2 separate regions of the Mus musculus genome follow, and region 2 is linked to region 1. A link is a contact called in public Hi-C data. All regions are on one chromosome and are shown on one strand. The core of a region is the stretch at or near the end of the contact, and the rest is flanking DNA. Distances in the headings are between cores, read along the strand shown.

Region 1 (3,822 bases), core at 769-3,268:
GTAGAGAGAAGTGTTCAGGGGCCTCTTCCATTAACAGAGGAATAATTGTCAGTTAATAGATCTGGGGAAAGGATAGTCAGTTATATTTAAAGGAGTGTTCACTTATAAGGTGACTATGCTCCAGTGAGTAGTTCAACACTCATAAATGTATAGACAGCATAAATCTTACAATACTTCTTTTTAGGTTAGCCTAAGAGATAGAAAGACGCCTGGGAGATGGGGGTAGATATGGGATGAGGTAGGGAGTCTTTCTCCCAGATGGATGGAGGAATTAATGTGATCAAATATTTTTGTAAAAAATTTCTTAATGAATTAATAGAAGCCTATTAGCAACTGGAAAGATACTTTTGAGAAGCAAATGAGAATACTTTCTACTTTTGCAGTGAATCTGAGATTGGTTACGAACACCCACAAGGAATCTCAGAACTTCCTATACATTCAATACCAAGGGATCATGTAGCTTTTTCTGACCTTCAGAACATTGTGCATACACATGGTACAGACACACCCTAAGACAGATACAAAAACATCCACATGAAAAAAGTAAATGACTAATTTTAAATTACATATATGGATATATATTTGAATCACATATATATGATATATATTTTAAAATTATATGTATATTATCAAAATAAATCTTATTTTATATAACTTCACTATTAGTTTGAACTTTGGAAAACAATCACATACATTATTTACTTGAGTCTTTACTTGAGGACATCCTGGCTTCATATATCTTTCTAATTGGTAAACTTTGAATACAGAAAGTCCTCAATGGATGTTCACTGCCATTATGGCTGGCCTCTGATTCTACCTATCTTGGTTCTCCTCTAATAACATTTTGTTACTATTTACAGCTTTGCTGTTACATATTGGTCCAAATATACAACAAGACCAGAAGTTAGAAACACACACTCCAGAAAATAAACTGAAAAGAAACAACAAGCACATGTCTGCTTCAGTGAAATAGAAAACTATTTAGAATGTCAAGGTGTTTTAAGTTCATTCACATTTTGGACAAATCCCTCCTATCCAGATCTACTAAGCTTTATCAGTGATAGGATTCTTGATTTGGCTTTAAGAAATTTCTCATCTCTAATACAATGAGGTAATCTTATTATCGATATGATCGCACAAAGAGTACCTGGAGAATTTGGCTCAGGAATGAAAAACAAAGAAACAAAGATTGATGAAATTTGAAAATAGTGCCCAAAACAGATTAATGCTGTATACATTCAGGAATCAAATGGCTAACAAACTAAAAAACTGGGAGCTTACTTTGAGACTTCGTTATTACCTGATATGCACATTATATTTCAGAACATGAAAAACAATATCAACAAATATGTGCACTTAATGAAAGGTAATAATACATAAAAGTATTGAATATCTTGAAATTATTGCATGCTTGATTTATTTAACTTAACATTCATTTTATATTGCATAAATTTTAGCATAACTAAATAGAAATGATTATTCAACTGTAAGATGAATTACAATAAAGTTGAATTAACTGTTCATGTATTATTTGAAAGAGAATTTTGTTTTTTAGAAATAAAAGTTTCTTTTATGACTATTTACTACACAAAGAAATGATGAGAGAATTAGAAGGACTAATCTTTGATTAAACTATGCATTCATTTCATATGGACACTCACTCTAAAAAATTACTTTAGAACAAATCATTTTTGTGTTTACAAGTTTGCCTAAATATTTATAATGTGTTTGATTGTTTTATATAAAATGCAAAAGTGACAATCAGTCATCTACAGTAGGAATCATGTATCTGTTAAGGATGTCTCCAAGTGTTCTTTCCTTCATTTATGATCTTACTAGAATAAACAAAGGAAAAAAGAAGTTACAAAGGTTTGAAATTAAATGGTTGGTAATGGACACAGCAAAAAAAAAAACCCTGAAAAACAGATGCTTTCATTGTAGCTGATAAAAGATGCACCGAGATAGTGCCATAGCAACAGTTCACAAAACCCTGGACTTGTAACCAGCCATCCTGTTGGCCAGAAATCTGTGAACAGTTGTGATGGCTCTATCCCAGGGAACCTCTTTCAACTGTAGAAGTTTGTGACTTAAGCTAATACAATGATGAATATTCCTTTATAAGAATTTCATGAGTTCTTGAAGAAAGATCTAGAACTAGACTCAAACTCAAAGTGCATACAAAAGAACAGTATTTGACCATATTAAAACTGCAACAAATACCAAATATCTCCAACAGTTATTTCTCTCATGTACCCATTTTGTTGTCCAAATATTTTCTCTCTTACAGCTCAGTGAAATAACATTCAATGTTTTCTGATAAAAACACTCATTGATAATATAGAGATGTGATCGCAGATGTTGTAGGAGTGATAACCAACACATTCATCTTGAAATGTTTAGATATCTCTTCTATGTAAATTTGGGTACAGTAGTTCTTCAAGATGAACATACTGGCTTCAGATCAGAGTTTTTAAATCTCTCCTTTTAAATGCACAGTGGCTAAAGGTAAATATATTTAGAGTTGAATTAATAACTCCTCCCTAGTTTACTGATCACTAGTGCCCAAGTATTTCTTACCCCTAAACATCTAGCAGTGAAAGATACGGGGGTGGCAAGTAAGACATCGTCCCTGAAGTGGCTGCAACTTCATGTATACTCCCATGCCCTGAAGCTGTGAAATTCTCCAGCCTGCTTGGAGGAGGTCCTGATGGAGCTATATGTGGGGGACAGTGAGAATGCCAGATGGTGGTTTGTGAGAAAATCTGGGACCAAGGCAGTCTGCCAAATGAACTGGAAAAAAAAAAGATCACCAAGAATATATCTCCCCCACACAAGTGAATGGGAGATGAATTAAGAACTCTCTTCTTCATACAAGTAAAAATCCTTCATGCATGTTTTTCACCACATGTACAACTAGGAAAAGACCAGTTGTAAATATCTTAAGGGATTTGTATTGTATAAATTTATCTTATCTGCATTTTTTGCTCTGTTAAGTGGATAAAGAAGCAGTCCATTGTTAATAGGAGTCCAAGCAAACTTAAATATAAAGTGATGGGTAATTTTTGTATTAAAAAACAGATAAGAAGACATCAAGGAAACGCTTTTTACCTGATTTGTGAGCTAAAGGAGCATTTGCATTGTATTGATTGTTATTGTGTGTCTTTATCACTTTTATTGTTTGCTGCAGTATAGCCCTTTGAAGGTCTGCCAAACCACTGCGGCTTGCTCAAAAGCAGGGCTGAATTTTAATTAAGCTGAGCCAAATAGACACAGAAGAGTTGAACTTGATTAGACCACTTGTCCTGATCTGCACATAGAGGGCATTCAGCACACTTATTTTAATAACTGACAAAGTCAATTCATATATTTGTTGAAACTATAAAGATAAAATCGCCACTTGTCAACATATTCCTCCTATATGAGAAATCCGGTCTCCTATTTTAATAACCGAGGGAAGAAGGCTGAGAGGTTTAGGTAGCCAGAGGTAATGTGTGTGTATGATAATGCATTGTTTGTTTGTTTGTTTGTTTGTTTTTTGTTTTTTTGGGTTCTTTGGGTTTTTTTGTTGTTGTTTGTTGTTGTTGTTGTTTTGTTTGTTTGTTTGTTTGTTTGTTTCAAGACAGGGTTTCTCTGTATAGCCCTGACTGTCCTGGAACTCACTTTGTAGACCAGGCTGGCCTCGAACTCAGAAATCTGCCTGCCTCTGCCTCCCAATTGCTGGGATTAAAGGGGTGTGCCACCACGCCCAGCTTGTGTGATAATGCCTTAATAACAGTCATATTTTTTATTGCCTTAGAAGAGGCAATAGATTAATCCATTAAT
Region 2 (3,822 bases), core at 455-2,954, 400 kb before region 1:
CAAGACATAGTAAAATGGATCATTCACTAGAAGGAAATGGTAACATTCTCTCTTCAGATTTTGCCTTTAGATTTTTTTCCATTGCAGCATGTGGGGAGGAAGAGAGCTGCCTGCACAAGAGAGGTTAACCTGGGTTAAAGCCCTTCCGAAATACTGGGTAAGTCTTGAAAATGCCCTAGCAGTTTAGCACATCTTCCCTTGCCTTGCCTTGTAATTTCAGTTGTTTAATGGACATTCCATCAAAATATAGATTTTCCTCCCCGTTCTGTTTCCCAACTCTTGGTCATCTCACTTATGCTCTGACTCAGTCTAGCTTTCAATTAATTACCCATTTCATCTAATTTTTCAAGTATTTAATCTCCCTCCAATTTGTGCTTTATTCTGTAAATTACATGAAGACCTAGTTTTCAAGGTATAGGGTTGTCTTGCCTGCTCACTTTTCTACCTTTGGTGTATCCTGTGAAGTCTACCAGTTAAAAAGCTTGAGGAAAACCTTGTTGAGCAAGTTAAGATTTTCAGACTTGTCATTGCAGGGGGTGGAAAAAGCTGAAGTTTGGGGAGAAGGAGGAAGGGTGACAGAAAGGCATTTATCAATTCTCTTTTCCACTTTACTCCATTGTCAGTACCTAAGGCTGTGGCTGCAGTGTAAATATGCGCACTTCTCCAGGGGCTTGCTACTTTAAGTGCAGTATGCAGTCTGACAGCATTATTATAGTGCACGGACCAGCTTATTAGAGACTCAGGCTCTCAGGCCTCACACTGCATCTCCAGAATGAAAGTGCATGCATTAAAGTATTGGAATAGCAGAATTAAGAGTTTCGTAACATCTCAAGGTAAAAAGGCAAGGCACATTAAAGTAAGTAACTCCTCATCTATCTACAAGTATCTCTCTACTTTTGTCCCTCATCCCTCAACACAAATCCGTTTCAAAAAACTGCAGCGAACTCTCAAGATGTACAGAAATCTTTACTGCTGAGGAAGAGAATCCTCTTTCAGTCCTGTCCTGTCAGTTTCTCTTCCCACTCCCCCTACTCCCGTCCCCACCCCCTCTCCTCAAGGGAAACCCACCACAAGCATTCTTTTCCCAAACTCCTTTCTCTCTGGGAAGATTTTGCTCTTCCCCAAACGGAGGGAGCTCATGCTGGGAGGTAACTGCTGGAAGGATTTCCAGTTTACATACCAATACAGAGAGAAGCACTTTGCAAAAACTGTCCTTCAGGAAAGATTAGCACCTTGCCACCTGAGACTCTGAGCTCAGTTTTTATGCCATCACCACCCCCCTTTTTTAATTGAGAGAGAGAGAGAAAGAGAGAGAGAGAGAGAGAGAGAGAGAGATCGCTAGAGCTATAATAAATCTTCAAAAAGAAAAGACGAAAGGAGGTTATTATGAGTGTGTCAGATCAGGCATCGCTCCTGTATACCTTTCAGCTGCCTAGAAAAATGCAATCACAATTCTACGTGGCTAATGCAAGCCTGGGTAAATGTCCAATTGGCTGGGCCACTTTTGCCTGGAAGGACGAATTCCCATTATTCCTTCCAGGGTCCTTGCTGAAAGATTCCCAGGCTACCGTCCTTCCTCTTCGGGTCTTCTGAAAACTAAAACTCGCAAAGCGGTGGCTGTCTGTGGATTGGCTAGTACTAAAATATCCATTGGGTGGCAGTAATACTATCCTCTTTATGACTTGCTGCAAACCAGAGAATGCATTCAATCAAATGAACCGATCTTGTAGAAACACTGGAATCATTTATGCATTGCAGTTTCTCTTTCTTGTTTTCGCTCCTTCTTCCTTGGGATATTTTGAGTGGATTCTGGCTATTAATCAAGATCTCGTGCTGTTCGTGGCTTGCTTGTCGTTTTCGCTCAGGATTAGCATCATTCAAGATAAACGCAAAGCTGCTTCCCCCCACCCACTCTCTTTTGAAAAATCATTTTTGGGGTCTGCTGAAGAGAGCTAGGACCCAGGAGACACCTTCCCAAACAGCAGGGGTTGTGTGCTTTCACATAGCAGTACTGTACAAGGAAAACCCCGTCGGATCTGTTATTGCGGGATACTTGTGAAATACACATAGGATTCTTTCTTATGGCTGCATCCCGGATCTGGAAATTTTACTTGGGGACCAGGAAGATTTGAAAGGCTACATGTATCCAGAAGATTTGCAAGCAAGACTCCGATTCTTGTCGTAGAGCTCACAGACTTATTCACTTATCGTCCGATTTCCTTCCTTCTTTAAAAAATAACCAAAACAAAACAAAACACATTTAAAAAATTTCTCCCTCTTTTTCTGATCTCTCCTTCTTCAGTCTCTCCCTCTCTCTCTCTCTTTTTATTCTGCCTCTTCTTTTTTTTTTCTTCCTAGTCCTTTTTTTTCCCCTTTCCTGCTCTGCACCTGGATTGTATCGTCACTAAACAATCGGGCACTTTGAGAACTAACTGGCGACAGTCTTGTAGGGAAGATCTGTATGGAATTATCTGCTTTTATGGTGAACTTGGCATTTGTGAATGGGTACCTTGTTCACAATATTAATTGCTAGCAAAAACAAGAAAAAGAACACAGGAGTAAAACGTGGATTTTTCTGAATACGCATTGTGATGACCAGCAATTACCTTACCGGCTGATATCCAGAGGAGAATAATTTGGAAGACAGTTGTGGGTAAGGTCATTTTTATATGTAGACCCATCAGTGGCATGAGCAAACTTGGGCGTCTGTAATGAGAATGGGTGACTTGGATGATTGCTGCATCGCATTGATGGCTGTGATGTGGCCGTTATTGGCACAGAATGGAATAACTGCAGTTGTGTGTGTGTGTGTGTGTGTGTGTGTGTGTGTGTGTGCATTCCGAGTATAACTGGAAATAAATCAAAGAAGCACTCGCTCCCCAATTATTTTTGTGTGGAAGAGAGTCTTGGATTTAATTCTGGATAGACACTCTTTGTTTGGATGCAATATTTGTGGTTCCTGTGTTCTGGAGGGACAGCAGCGGTAAAAGGAGCACTTACTGAAGAGCCCTTTTCAAATGAAATGAGCTACTCTTTATTCTTTAAAAGAAATGTTTTCAACTCAGTGCAGCATTCTGCTGCATTTCCCAGCCGCAATGGGACCAGGGATATCCCACTTGTCAAGTTCCTAAACTTTAAGGTGATAATCATTGTTAATTGTTCTTCAGGTTGTGGTTATTGGGGATTATTAAGTGTCGTGGTCTACTTTTCTATCTATTCTGGTAGATTATCATTCAGAGTGAAAAAAGAAGGGACTGAAATTGATGAGTAAAATAGAGAATAATAGAGCAATATTATCTTAAATATCACCATCGTGCATTCTTTCCTAAGTTTGATTGTCCAATAATATAATTATTACCCAATACCCCAAATAGCTGAAGCTAGGACCCACGTGCAGGGAAGTCAAAGGTCTGGAAGTGGAGATGATCCTTTTATTGCAATGCAGCTAGCTTGGGAAATGCAGTCAATTACACACCTCTCTTAACCTTAAGTTGAAGATGTGTTCTATCTGTTATTTTACCCTTTAGCTAAAAAGTTAGAAACTACAGCACTCAAAATTCTTAAGCATATTCTGCCGGGGAAATGGGATAAAAAATCGATATTGATGACGTGGTTCGGTGCACTGTACTGCAATGCTTAAGTCCCATATTCAGTACCTATGATGAGAGAATGGAGCATTTGCATGTGTTATAAATCTCACCTGGTAGATTGATCTGAAGGGGAGGGGAGAAGATATGTGGATATGTAGGAAGATGGATGGAAGTCGTGCATAATCGGTGATTATGTAACTTCATTACATCAGTGAGCTTCAGTCAACGATAG

The links. Hi-C and Micro-C count contacts between places; a contact is called where the count stands out from the background.
Region 2: a Hi-C map of cerebellum shows a contact between it and region 1, with 2.1 times the contacts expected there. The contact joins the promoter of Il1rapl1 here to the enhancer-like site in region 1. A contact is called at or near these places in 3 of 39 promoter capture datasets (the 3T3-L1 cell line, hippocampal neurons and second pharyngeal arch cranial neural crest), 1 of 484 Hi-C or Micro-C datasets (cerebellum) and 1 of 115 datasets of contacts at active chromatin or transcription factors (astrocytes).

Annotation. Positions count from the first base shown.
Region 1 is chrX:87,709,682-87,713,503 of GRCm38.p6, reverse strand. All of the region lies in intron 2 of Il1rapl1 (interleukin 1 receptor accessory protein-like 1), which reads left to right. Among named protein-coding and RNA genes, the nearest start is that of Il1rapl1, 400 kb to the left of the region's middle. Within about 2 kb of position 2,018, at least 3 of the 459 cell types and tissues checked have an H3K27ac peak or open chromatin away from gene starts, as enhancers often do. A contact at or near this core is called in cerebellum, where this site is marked.
Region 2 is chrX:88,113,830-88,117,651 of GRCm38.p6, reverse strand. Il1rapl1 (interleukin 1 receptor accessory protein-like 1) reads left to right here and starts at 1,704. Exons shown (of 11, transcript NM_001160403.2): 1 at 1,704-2,653.